2 separate regions of the Zea mays genome follow, and region 2 is linked to region 1. A link is a contact called in public Hi-C data. All regions are on one chromosome and are shown on one strand. The core of a region is the stretch at or near the end of the contact, and the rest is flanking DNA. Distances in the headings are between cores, read along the strand shown. Region 1 holds the start of LOC100282862 (40S ribosomal protein S9). Region 2 has its middle 40 kb from the start of LOC103650603.

Region 1 (7,330 bases), core at 1,555-4,054:
CTACATTTTTTTACAATCTTTTTATGTGACATTGTTTATATATGTGACATTCATTTTTTTGGTTATGATAAGAGCTACCATCTGTTTACACGAACATGGTAAACCCACTAATAACTTCTGAAAATACACGCTTAGCAACCTTTTTTACACTGACGAAACTGCATTACAACCCTTGTACAGTCAATGTAATCACTAGTTTCCAAATTTTCAAAAATTTAAGTGGCATGTTTCCAACGGACCCAATCATCCCTATCATCATAGTAGGTTTCTAGTTTTCCTCTATTTACTTTCATTTTAAACGTAGTACTCATATAAACATTTCTACATTTCCTTTGCCCATCAATTGAAACGCTTGAAACTTGATGAAAAAACATCCAAAAAGGTTAACTAAAATCAATCAACAAAAATACATTCTTAGCCACATCGCGATATCAAATGTTCACAGACCAGTTGTCAATACTGTCACAGCAACAAAATTTTAAGCGTATCATATACCCAATCAGTACAACAAGCTGAAGCAGATTATAAATAACATTTAAGCAAATCATTAGCCGATTGAAAGAACAGCTTAATAGCAACAAAACGCAAAAAAACAACCACATAAAATTGCAACAGAATTGAACATATCCAAACATAGCAGTTATGTAAAGGCTGATAATACCACAAGATAAAATGGACCATCCATGACACAGAGTCAGCACAGGGGACTCTGCGTCAGATCACACAGCTAAGCACTCATCATTCGAACAAGTTCAAGAAAACTAGATAATATTATTATATTGGTGTAACACTACTTGTCCATCCTCACTCCTCATCCTCATCACCAGCATCCCCGCCACCGCTTGCCTTCTTCTGATTCTTTCTCTTCACCCTTCCTGCGGGGCCTCCACCGAATGGGCTTGACAGTGAAAAGTCAATGTGCTTCTCAGACTCCACCCTCACCATGAATGATGGGACGTTGACAATTTGCCTGCCAACCCTGCAAGGTTCCACAAACAAACATTGATATCTCCTTTAACATCATAGTTTAAAAATAATTTCAGCAAGATAATAGATTCAGGGGACAACTAACCATGCTAGTCTAATCTATACAAGATAGTAGATTCCAAAAATGGTATATCATGAGTTCTTTAATGTTACAGAAACAGCTTAAGATAAACACAGATATATACTTCAATAGTGTTATTCTAATCACTGCCTGAAATGACTACAGAAAATCATTATAAACCCAAGAAAACATTTAGGGACAGGCAAACGAAGCAATGAACTTAAAAACATAAACTAAAGTTATGTGCTATTTTGAGAAGTTAATCCATAGGCACAAGCATTTACAGAGTCAAACAGAGAACAAAGAAATCATGAAATGTTTCACAAGACATGCAAGTAATCACTGACAATTCATTTATTACAACATAGGCAGCATCATTAATACTCCATGCTCATATCAGGCGCTTCCATTGAAATGGAGGTTTTTAAATAAACAATACCAAGAGCAAGCGTACTACAAGCAGCCATGTAAGCGTACCTGATGTGACGCTGCTTGATCAAGACACGAGCATGGTGAATGGACTTGGCCATGCCAGCCTTGAAGACAAGTGTTTGAAGCCGCCTTGCGAGGAAGTTCTCAGCGGTGAGGGCAAGAACATAATCAAGCTTGTTCTGACCCTCAGCAAGCAGCCCATAGCGGTTCATGCGGCGAAGAAGTGCCTCACCCTCAAAGATACGACGGGGGTTCTTCTCGTCAAGGGTGAGCAAGTGCCTTGCAGCATTACGGATCCTGCTCAGTGCATACTGGACCCTCCAAAGCTCACGCTTGCACCTCAGCCCATACTCACCAACCAGCTTCAGTTCAGCATCAAGACGCTCCTTCTCATAAGGACGCCTTGGTTTCTTGAACGTCTTACCATCTGCATGAAGTCATTTACCATAATTTACCATAAACATAACTAGGGGTATTTAAGAAACGTTAAAAAGCATAAGCGCAAAAACTAGAAACTAAATGTACAGCTAGTGGCCAGATATCCTTTTTAACCACAATAAAAAGATAAAAGAGCATTAAGTAACCATTTGATCAAACAAGCTACAAAATGCAGGCAACATAGAATGCATAACTTTGACATGGAAATACCGACTGCAGCATGGACCATACTAAAGAATAGGTGACATGACCCGTATAATTTAATTATTTGTCAAACAAACACAACATAGTGCCAAAAACCTATAGATAATAGTCACATAAATTTCTGATGGGTTTACACAAACAAAATGTTCATCCATAACATGTTTATTTCGCATGGGCAAACGAGAGGATTAGGCTCGCTCATCCCAGAACAACGCTAGCCACCACTTATAATCACTTCACATGAGCCGGATTCCGACCAACGCCCTACAAAACCTCAGATCGACTGCCACCAAGAGCAGTGGACATGCTAAATCCACCGATCTCCATGTCGCGGCGTAAGAACCATTCACCTCGCCTCGCAACTACGGCACTGATGGGAACACAAACCGAGACAAAACATTGGTGCTCCCAACGAGAGCCTTCAATAGGCCCTGCCATGGTCAGGTAAGGCCGACTAGCCAAGAACTCGACGAACTAGGACTATGCGCATCCCATTCGGCACCAGATCATGGCGCCTCCGCAACGAAAATGAAAGGAAACGAAGCGCAACGAACAGAGGAGTGGTGGAGGGGATCATCGGCGCGAGCTTACAGTTGCGGTAGAAGTTGACGTGCACCATGGCTGGTGCTCCTTCCCTCACACCCTCGCCTTCGCCTGCGTTTGCTCCGCCGCCGCCGCTTCTGTGTGGGGTAGGAGTGGAGTGGCTGGGCTGGTGCTAGGTCGCGAGGGCAGCTTTTATATGCCACCCCAAAACCCTAGTGGGCCGAGCAAGTTACAGGGCACTATGGGCCGGGTCCAATCAACAGCGCAAGCCTGATTTAACAGCACAAATGGTCCCTACCCTAGTCGCACGTGAATCTCGATGCAAGGCTCGGTGTGGTTCCGTGTTGCTAGTATTTCCTGAGGCAATCACCGCTAAATAGGTGCTAAGTGTTTTTTTTATTGTAGACTATATTACTTATAAAGCGAAGTTTTAAATAGAGAATAAGATAAGGAGTGTCAGATATAAAGCACAATTCATAAAAAAATAATTCCAACAATACTCTATTTTGTAAATTTTTATTATAAAATATATGACACTTCATAAAGTGACTCAAATATACTACACCCACGCTAGTGCACTATATTTGTTTTCTACATTATTCTCAATATTTTCTTTCCAAATAATGTAATTCACTTCCAAAAATACATGATTTAGTGCTTAATTGTTGGAGCGCATTTTGTTTTTAGTATCCTAAACACTTTAAATGATGTAGTGTTTTAATTTTTAGGGTACTATGATGAGCCACCTTGTTGAAGATGCTCTAAGACTATCTCCAATAAGCTTACCTACATCCATAATCATATTTAAACTTCACTCCGCGAACAATGCAGTCTACAGTGCAGAACATTGCAAAATAGTGTTTATGAGTAAACTTTGAATGAACTGTTAGAGATGGTATAAGCAGTTCTAAAGATAAAAAACCTCCGATGAGAAAAAAGGGGAGCAGCTCGATGTTGTCGAACCTGTGTGCCCACAAAGGACTTGCTTAGCATGGTTACAACACCAATCTCTAGGCAATAATTTAGTGGAACCTGCCAAACATCCAAACTCCACCTTTTTTGAGCAGACTAACTTGATAGAGTTGATGTAACTAGTTCATTTGGATATGGAGTTTTTCAACTTCAAACCAATTCGGTGGTATTTACTCATCAATGCTATCAAATAAAAAATCATTTATATTTTCCCTTGTATCCTATCAATCGAATCGTGTTTTCTCTCAGCATCCTCTACTCGCTCTCGTGCTTCCGCCTTCGACCCTATTTGTTTGGGCTTTTTTCATCTTCTGGATATCAAAAGCTGTTGCGGACTGCCAAATGCCCTAGCTTTTCAGCCCGTTTCTATAAGAATCGTTTTGGTAAAAACGGTTCAAAATCAACATGACAACACAGAATCGATCGAGTCGTCACGATAGTAGTAATCCGTCGCTTTCTAGATCTCGAACCCTTTGGACTACTTCATCTTTATCCGCACGTAATCCCCATGATACCTAGATTCTTCCCACAACTAGGTTCTCTTCATAGCCAGATTCTCAGAAAAAGATGGTTAGAAAAAAAGCTAAACCAAACAGGCTCTTTGCCCTGTCGTCCGTGACCTTGAGCTCTCGGTCCACCATTGATCGTGCGCCCCCAGGCCCCATCACCCGTCCCCTTGCAAGCCTGAGCCACCATCGGCCATGCGCTCTCCCACGCACCAGTCGTGCGTAGTTGCACCGCCTGGGGCCACGCATGGTCGTGCCCCTAGCCCCGTTGCGTCGACTGTGCCATGTGTGCCGGCATCACTGGCCACGTGCGGTCGCGCCACTAACCCCGTTGAACTTGGCAAGAATGTCATATCACCTGTAAAAACTTCTTTTTAATTGCTAGCCTCCCATGCAACTCCAACTCTCCATCTGGAGTTGTGGAGTGAATCAAAAATCTATGGAGTTGGTGCCATATCAAACAGGACCCAAAGACATTGTGAGCACAAAATACATAAAAATTCTACAAAGATAAAGCCTCCTTTGGAACACAAGAATATGAAAACACAGGAACAAGAAAAGCACATGATTAGAGTTGGTTATGAATCATAATCCTATATGATTTGAGTACGCAGAAAAAATTCTTGCATGGCCTTTGGATGCTATGTATGAACTTGAATAGATAGATAAGAATCATAGGAAAGTTTACAAGAGGTTGGGCCGCTTGTTATTTTTCCTCCAAAACTTGTACGGAAGAAAGCAATCTATAGAAATTTCAAAGGAATTAATGGGATTGAATCTTGTGATCCAAAGGCTCACGTAGAAAATTTTCCTGTAGGATATGATTCCTTTAAAAATCCTTCATATTTCCCTTTTAACACCTCAAAATCAAATTTTTGGTCTAAAGGGTAAGAAAATTATAAAATTATTTTAAAGAAAATTTTAATTCTATTTTAAAGGCTCACGTAGAAAATTTTAACACTTCTTATAAAATTATTTTGAAAAGTTTTTTAATTCCACTTAAAATCAACATGAACATAGAATCGATCAAGTCGTCACAATAGTAGTAATCCGTCGCTTTCTAGATCTCGAACCCTTTGGACCACTTCATCTTCATAGTGGCCGTAAGCGTCCTTCAAAATCAAAATAATAAAATTGCAAAAAGGAAAAGAAATACTCTTTTACCATGTCCAACGTCCAGTGCAAAATGTTGATGGTGTTTTGTTCTTGTAACACCTCAAAATCCAATTTTGGGATTTATGAAAACTTCTCCAAATACCGAAATTAAAAAGTTTCTTTTAAATGGACTTAAAAATTTCTTTAAAATGATTTTCTTACACTTCTTATAAAACAAACATGGTTTTTTGGAGAAAAAAATATTTAATAAAAGTATACATATATGAATTTAGTTATTCTTTTGTCGAAACATATATATTTATAAGTACTCTCTAAAGTATTTTATACACTAGAAATAATCTTTTCTTAAAATATCTAGTTTGGGATGTATGAATTGCATATCTAAAAACATTTCCTTAACTAGGATAATTAATAATAGATTAAAAATGAACCTTGCACTCATGCCGAAGTATTGTCTGTGCATCTAAATCAAAGATAGATACTTACACTCAGGATTTAATCTGGAATTCAAAACTCTATTTGAATTTAGGAAATAATAGAAAACTGAAAATAAAATAGAAAAAAGGAAAAAAGAGTACCTCACTGCACACTTGGGCCTTCTCCTTGCCTCCTAGCCGACCCATCTCACCATTCGACCCAACTCCTGCCAGCCCGGAACTCGTCGCGGTGCTGACAAGCGGGCCCGCGGTGTCGGTCTCCGCGCGCTTGTATCTTCAACGCCTGCATCGTTGCTGTCACCACCATGTGGGACTGCCCTGTCAGGATTGTCATTCACCTCGAGTTTGTTACAAACAGAATTCGGTTAGCGCGATTCCGGAAGATCCTCCCACCGATCGATGCTCGGCCCGTCGGCCGGACTCTCCCTTGGGGAGTATAAAATTCGGGCTCTCGCGACCCCCATGACCATGACGCACGTTCGGCAAAGCCTGACACCATTAACAATGCAGTGTCGAATAGGGAGAGGAGACTGAGCTGGATGTTGGATCTTTTATGGGCTTGGCCCATTTATTCAATAAACTCTATGGTGTATAATGGTGGAGAATACCAATAGTACCATATTAGAAGTCCAAGGGTCGTTGGCTTGACTTATATGGTGGGAATTATTCCACTTAATTTGAGAAGTCAAGAAACGGACAAGGGAGTGCCACAAGCGCGCGCGCCGCCGCTGGCGCCAGCGGGCCGGGCTCGGGCGTGGCGTGGCGTGCCACACTCGCAAGCAGACTATCTTAACGAAGTCTACAATGGAAGCATAACTCGCAACATTAGACAGTGTTGGGGCTGAGGCCGAGTGCCTTCGTGATTTCCTATTGGATTTACCGGTAGTTGAAAAACCGATACCGGCTATTTCCATGAACTGTGACAACCAAACGGTGATTACAAAGGTTAACAGTTCTAGGAATAACATGAAGTCTACAAGGCATGTTAAGAGGAGATTGGAATCTGTCAGAAAGCTGAAAAACTCCGGAGTTATAACGGTGGATTATGTCCACACATCGAATAATCTGGCAGATCAATTCACTAAGGGTATGTCACGCAATGTGATAGAAAGTGCATCGAGAGAAATGGGTATGAGACCCATGTGAAATCTACTCTAGTGGTAACCTGCTCTATGTGATCGGAGATCCCGTGAAGTAGAGTGGAGAAACAAGCTAGGAGTAGGTTGTGAGGAAAGATCCCTTCCTTAACTCATTTCTGATGCACATCTTTCCTATCTGTAAGGCAGGATGGTATTTACACATTGTTTAGTTGTGAATAAGTGAAACTCTTATTCTAGATGGATGTTCAACTTAACAGTTTCCATCGAAACACTGGTATATCAAAGGATTGTGATTCTGATACTTCATCATTACAAACCCTAGAGTTTGGTGGGGATTGTTGGATCTTTTATGGGCTTGGCCCATTTATTCAATAAACTCTATGGTGTGTAATGGTGGAGAATACCAATAGTACCATATTGGAAGTCTAAGGGTCGTTGGCTTGACTTATATGGTGGGAATTATTCTACTTAATTTGAGAAGTAAAGAAACGGACAAGGGTGTGCCACACGCGCACGCTCGCTGCCGCCGGCCGG
Region 2 (7,330 bases), core at 3,397-5,896, 90 kb after region 1:
GACAGTAATCACCAACTTTATTATACGTAAGACATGATGAAGTTATGTATCTTGTAAAGTATGTGAAATATGTGTAAATGCAATTGAGTATAATGTAACCAAAACTGGGATTGGTTATGAAAAAGTAGACTAATTTGTATAAAAAACATTGTTGCTAGGGACATATACTATTGATGGAACCGGGACTCATTGTTGAGATTACTATGAGCATTGTATGTCATCAGTGTAAAACAAAAATAAAATGACAAGATAAAAACAAACATTAATGTATACAAGGGCATGAAGATGTCATGCGCTTAACATGATGTATTAATTAAGTATATGAAAGAGGAAATACATATGTACCATTAATTTTTACAATAGCATCAGAAGACCAGACTATCAAAAGCAATTCAAGTTCCCCTAAACCGCAACCTTCTTGGTGTAACAGAACATTAGGCACAATAATAAAACATGTATGCATGATGTGATATGTAGTGCAAAAATTAATTTATGAACTCTAGATGTACCTAGGACTTGGCAGACATTATGTATAAGGTTTACGGCTTAACCTTGGATTTGAGCACATGTATGTGTAATAAGCAAATCAAAGGTTCTATGAATGTGTTGCATGACCCTAAACCCTAAAGGAAAAATAATCCCAAACTAGACATACTGCCAGGAGTAGGAAATATGGAATGGACTAGTACCATGTGCAAGCCATTAGACACATATCTGGATGATGACAATGTTGGTGATAATGTTTAACGGTTGACTGCAAAATCGGGTTCTTTAACCAGATCCATCTTTAGACAAGTACTGATGCAAGTGTTCCAAATGGATCCTTAATGAATTATTGGGCTTAACTACAAAACTAAGAACGAACAAAATCCTAAATCAAATGAACACGGATTAACCTGGGAGCCAGATTGAGATGTGCTTCGTACCTGAGGAAGGCAAGATCTACGGTCCAAGAGTGAGCAGTGAAGGGGAGAAATCCGGATCTGAGGATGTCGTCGACGGTCGGAGTGGAGGGAGACGGATGCGGCGACGAAGAATAGCCTCGACGGAGTTGGATATGTCGGTGCTTGCTCCTCCTCCGCACACGGGATTGCTTCTTCACCGCCTCGTCGTCGTGCACTTGCGCCTGCTCGCCGTCGAGGTCCACCGGATCCGAATCGGCCTTCTTCCTGCAGATCCGACGCCGCGTCGCCCGCGCTCGCTCGAGGTCCACGGACGCGTCGAACCGTAGCGGAGCTGACCGAGAAGTTTCTTCCCCAGGGCGCGGGCGTAGGCGTCCGCGAGAAGCGACGGAGGGGGGAGAATAGGGAACTCACCCCATACTTGCCAGCTCAACCGCCACCTCCATGGATGAGCAGAGGACGTGTTAAAAAGAATCAACAAGAAAGAGAACTCACCTCTGTCCTTTTGGCCTGAGATGGGAAACGTCGCCCTCCATGCATGAGGTGATGCCCACCTTGACAACTATATTATGGGCTAGCGTATGAGAAAGAAAACAAACGCAGAGAAGAAAGGCTTTGATGCAGGAGAAATAAAGTGAAACATTATACTCATAACCATAATAATGGGTAAATTTTTCACAACTCTATGTCTAGATTGGTTTTGAAAGATGTCAGAGCATGAAAAAATTTGCACTACATCTCCAAAAACTCAATAGAGTTAACAACTCTAAAGTTTATCTGTTTAGCAAGATTTTATCCAACTTTACTTAAAGTTTAGCTTTGGAACCATGTCAAACAGGCTCTGCAGCACGTTATGGGCAATGTTATTGTCGAGAGTTTTAATGAATGGTGCACCTCTGCTCAGCATGGACAAATGAACTCATGGGAAGCCCTGCTTTTGCACGGTATCAGGTCATGGAAAATCCTGCAGATTGCTTGCTCAGCATATGCCCAAGTTGTTTGATTACCAGCCCATGCCAAGGTAGAGGTAGAGCTGATACCAAAATTGGACTCGGTGTGCTCCCTCTTACTACCAAAAAGAAGGCCTTGAATCATACTAGTAATGGAGTACCTAGGCAGGCATCGATATGTAATTTCTACATGTTTAAAATGTCTGAACACTTTAGAGAGAACCAGGATGTCCGAAAAAAATAGTACCATGCTTTTGCTATGCAAAGTTCTGTTGCAGTTGCAGAGCATATGCTTACAGCAACAGAAAACAATATTCCACTAGCTAGATGCCATAAATGTGATACTAAACAAAAGATATCGTGAGGGGAAGAGGTGAAGGAAAATTACCACAAAAAAACTAAATTCAAGAAATAATTATGTTTCCTGTGCCAAATCTTCTATTTAGGTTTCAGTAGTTGTGCCAAGATAAAATCAAGAAATATGAAGCACTGAATTCATCTGCATTAATCTTTCCTTAAGATCCAATCCACCAGCTCTAATAAATGTCAGCTCGACAAGAGATTCAGGATCTAAACCTCCACCTCGTGAGAGCAGTTAAAGATGAATGGAGGCATGTGTACAAAATATATGAAACACAAACAGGTTATGAATATCTGCTACTTTATTTATCAATCTCTCTACAATGTTTTAGTGAAAGAACAAAAAGCCTTTCTGATCATTCAAATGATAAAATAATTTCTGTTATTTTGGTAACTTAGTAAGAATGTACAGTTCTGGCATAAATTTGGCACAATAAATACAATTATATCACAGCACCATACCTTGACTTGGTTTTGTCCTTCTCGTGTCATAGATTCTGCACTTCTGCAGAATACCATGATTTGCCACATTTTCAAGTACATTGCATTGTGTCTTCAGTCATTACGAAATGAAGCCATCCTTGATCAGCTGCTCTAAAAGGTTTACATTTCAAGTCACAGCCTTCAGCGTCTCTGATTCCTACTTGATAAAAATGACTGATACAAATTTCTTCATGGTTTTACAGCCTGACACTGCATATGGAGGCATCCAGCATAATGATCTCGTCTCCTTTATAGCAAAAGACCAAACTTAAGTCAGTTGTAGATACAGATGCTCAAGGATGCTGTAAATCTCATCGGAATTAGGGTGGCTGGACTCTCCCATCAAGAACTCATGAACAACATTTTCCACTTCAAGCCAACTGCACCCTGCTGTTTTCTCAATACCCTTTCCTCTCATTGATTGCCACACAGTCTCAACAAATTCCCATTGCTGACCACGAGCCAACGTGTTGGCAAGGAGTACATAAGTTCCAGGATTCCTGGGTTCAATAGCAATGAGCTCTCTCGCTGCAACCTTACCGACTTCAACATTGCAATGCTTCCTGCATGCATTGATCAAGGCTCCCCAGACACCTGCATGTGGTTCCATTGGCATTGCCCGTGCTAATTCGTATGCTTCCTTAATGAGTCCAGCTCGGCCATAGAGATCCACCATGCATGCATAGTGATCTGGGGATTGCTCAATTGCATAATTTGTTTTCATAGATTCAAAGTAGAACTTCCCATCATGAACTAGTCCAGCATGAGCACAAGCTGACAAAACGCCAAGCAAAGTGACCGCATCTGGCTGCAATCGTTCCTTAGACATCTCATCGAAGACCTGAAGTGCATCTCTGCCATGTCCATGGCGTGCAAGAGCACAGATCATCACATTGTAAGACACTGTGTCCTTTAAATGTGTCTCAACAAACAACAAATGAGCTTGGCTGATACTACCACACTTAGCATACATGTCAATCAATGAATTCAGCACATGGAAGTTCATTTCGACACAGCCTTTCCTCAAAATCCCATGCACCTGTCTTGCAACTGACAAAGAACCAAGCTGTGCACAGGCAGACATCAGCACAGCCATCGTCGCGGGATCAGGTTGGAATCTGGCGAGGCGCATACGATTGAACACAGCAACTGCATCAGCCCATGACCTCTCCTGCGAGTATGCAGCAATCGCCATGTTCCAGCTGTTCACATTCCTGTCTGGCATCTCTTCAAACAATTCCCTTGCCACACCTGCACCCCCCTGCCGCAAGTACCCCATCATCAGCGTGTTCCAAGAGATTAGGTCCCTTTCCACCATCCTATCAAACACAACCCGCCCAGACTCCACATCCCCTGCCCTGACGTAGCACGCCACCATGGTATTCCCCAGGACCACACTTGTGGCAGACATTTCGTCGAACACCCTCCTCGCATCCGCTACCCGGCCATGGTTGCCGTACATGTCAACCAACGCGGCTCTCACGTGCTCAGCGCGTCCGAGTCCAGCATTCACCAAGAACCCGTGCACCTGGATCCCCACTCGAACGGCCCGCAGTGCCGAGCAGCACCTGACCACGGAGCTCGCCGTGAAGGCGTTCGGGCGAGGGACACCATGCCGGAGCATGAGCCGGAACAGCGTGAGCGCCCCTTCGGCTACCGACGGAGAGGACGAGGCGTGTCTGGCGTAAGCAGCGATGGTGGCGGTCCAGAGGTAGACGTTCTCACAGGCGGTGGGGACGGCGTTGTCGAAGACTGCGCGGGCGTGGCCCGGAGAATGGGACGAGGCTATGAGGGAGACGGCGGCGCGAGCGGGGAGAGGGAGACCCCGGACGAGGAGCTGCACTTGGAGCTGCCTCGCCGCTGCGGGGGTCATTGCGCGACGGGCAAGGCCAGCCAGGAGCGCGGGGAGAGAGCCGGCGTCCAGACGGGCGCTAGGTGGCAGAGCCACCGCGCTGCTACCATGGTACATTGGTGTTCCTTGTTAGTACCTGTTTGTCAGTTAGGACTTAGCTGCTCCTTTTTTCAGTTAGTCGGTTTTCTTTTGATTGTTCAGTCTGAATAAGCTGGCCCGTCAGTAGTGTTTGCAGTCTCAGGAGAGTGTTTGTAGGACGTGTGATGACACGATCAAGAAATACGGCATGAAGTGCATATAAGAGTCGAGTCTGTTTTAATTTGATATATAAGTTTTACACAGCACCAAAACCACCTGTCTCTAGGTCTTCACCAAAACCACGTGTCTCTAGTTCTTCAGTTGATCGGAGAGTTTGTGTGTGTGAGCGTCGGCAGCTTAACTCATCGGTATTTGCAACATTTGGTATCAGAGCCGAGGAAGAAGATCAGGAGGATGTCTATACGTCGGAGCGCTTGATGACACCGCAATTCTGGTGAGGACGATCGTCGCCGCGACGTCCGTGGACTCGCGAGGTCGTCATCGAGCTTGTCGTGGTGCCTGGATCGACCACTTACCCGGTTCTCACAAAGATGAACTACAACGATTGGGTTTTGCTGATGAAGGTGAAGATGCAAGCACACAGACTATGGGAGGCTGTGGAGATCGACGACATCGACATACGCGACGATCGGATGGCGCTCGATGTCATATGCAGCGCCACGCCACCGGAGATGGTCTCCATGATGGTCGTCAAACCGACGACAAAGGAGGCCTGGGAAGCCCTGAAGTCGCTGTGAATCGACGATGAATGAGTGCGGAAGTCGGCGGCACAGAGGCTACGCCTCAAGTACGAGATGTTGTCGTTCTGGGGCAGCGAGTCGGTGGAGGCGTTCGCACTTTGGCTCACCGACGTTGTCGCGCAGCTCGCCATGCTGGGTGGCCCAGAGTCTCTAGAGAAGGTGGTGGAGAAGTATCTTCGGATCGCTCGTCCAAGGTACAAGCAACTAGTAGTTTCCATCGAGACTCTACTAGATGTGTCGACCCTCACAGTGGAGGACATCACCGGTTGGCTGAAAGCGGACGAGGATGCTGATGATGCACCACCACCGTTGACGAGGGGTAAGCTGTACCTAACGGAGGAGCAGCAGGAAGCCCGGTGGAAGGAGAAATACCGAAATGACGCCGGCGCGTCGAAGTCCGGCAACCACAGGCGACGTCCGCGTCGGGGCACGACCCAATACCGGCAAGCAAACCGGTGCTGGGAAAGGCCACGCCGTCGGTCGTGACCAGTGCCGGAGCTGTGGCAAAACTAGCCACTAGGCCAGGGATTGCCCGTCCAAGCCCAACAAGGGAAGGCCCATGTCGCCTAGACTGAAGAGGAGTGACTCTACTAATGGCATGGGTCTCCTCCGTTTAGCTCCGCCCACTCTACGATGGGGACGACATCGCGTCGTCGGTAGAATCCTCGGCGCTAGAGGCTTCTGGGACTCAAATCCACCCACAGGCGGCCCCGTGGGTGTTTATCGTCGACCCCAACCTTGTTGACGCGGAGGGCAAGTGCTTGTCTGGCGTGGTGCAAGTGGAGGCCGCGACGGTGGCCAACAGTGGCTTCTTCAGGGAGTCGAGGAAGCCCACAGCAGCAGAGGCGGATCCAAGGGGTGGGCGGTCATGGCCCCACCTCAATTTTTATATGCTATCATACCTAGATTTAGATATACATCAAAAAAACTTTTATATAGTAGGTACAACCAAATCTAATGAAATCTAGTTTTGATCTAACTTTTTCTCGACAGTCCATTGCTCAGCCCGCTCTCCATCCAAGTCGTTCGATTCCTTCCTCTAGCGGCTAGCTATTCGGCCTACTTGTGGCTCGATCGCTCCTTCGATCATGACTGGATCAGTAGTGGGTGACCAAACCCGTCCGCTATTAGTGTCATCTTGTCTTCTCGTCACTCGTTAGTTCACGCGTTGTCGGGATCCCACACGCAGCGCCACTACTGTGCCTCCTAGTCTGCATCGACTGGTGGGCAAGCTATTGGTGGGATCCTGCCTTAGCACCATGGTGCCACCACCATCTGCCCTCACTATGTCACCAGGGTCCCACCACGTCGTCGCAATGCAACAATTGTTGTCGCTTGCCACTGTCTACAGCCGCTTGCCCTCGCTGCCCCTCGCATGTTGCTACCTCATCATCACCATTTCAAGGCAGACTCGCCACAGCGACGCGCCGATGTGGCCGCTTCACCCTGGTGCTCTCCCCTCGCCCCTTGTTGGCCCACCCCTTTCCCTCTCTCCGTCTTTCCCCTAGGGTGGTCAAAATGGTTTTCTGATATTCATATCGTTTTAGAACGCTCCTAGTATTATCACCTAACCTCGTTATTAACATGAAGCTATTTTTATCTAGTCGTCTAGTATCATGATTTGTTTCTTATGGTGTCGCCCCACCTAAAATTTTGTTCTGCGTCCGCCACTGCACAGCGGCATTGGAGGCACCGCTGAAACAACTGTTGTAGTTGGCGACCCCGTCCCTAGTGGAGGAGGTGTCGATGGGTCAACCGCCGAAGCTGGTGGCCTCGTCCCTGGTGAAGAAGGTGCCACTTGATCTGCCATCTCCGGCCCCGGACCCAGTGCAGGAGGAGTCGCCCATGGCTGTGGGGAGGCCGCCAATCCTACTCACAACACAGGAGGAGTCGCGCGCTGCGATAGAGCAGGCGTGTGTGTACCTAGTGGAAGCGTGCACCTAG

What was found. A called contact is a pair of places that touch in the nucleus more often than the background predicts.
Region 2: a Hi-C map of ear shows a contact between it and region 1, with 2.8 times the contacts expected there. The contact joins the enhancer-like site here to the promoter of LOC100282862 in region 1. A contact is called at or near these places in 4 of 25 Hi-C or Micro-C datasets (ear, endosperm and tassel).

Annotation. Positions count from the first base shown.
Region 1 is chr3:137,222,399-137,229,728 of Zm-B73-REFERENCE-NAM-5.0, forward strand. It overlaps LOC100282862 (40S ribosomal protein S9), which reads right to left and starts at 2,805. Exons shown (of 3, transcript NM_001291601.2): 1 at 2,714-2,805; 2 at 1,526-1,907; 3 at 603-979. The coding sequence starts at 2,741. The coding sequence ends at 805.
Region 2 is chr3:137,310,640-137,317,969 of Zm-B73-REFERENCE-NAM-5.0, forward strand. No RefSeq gene overlaps it. Among protein-coding and RNA genes, the nearest start is that of LOC103650603, 40 kb to the right of the region's middle. Within about 2 kb of position 4,647, at least 7 of the 20 cell types and tissues checked have an H3K27ac peak or open chromatin away from gene starts, as enhancers often do. A contact at or near this core is called in ear, where this site is marked.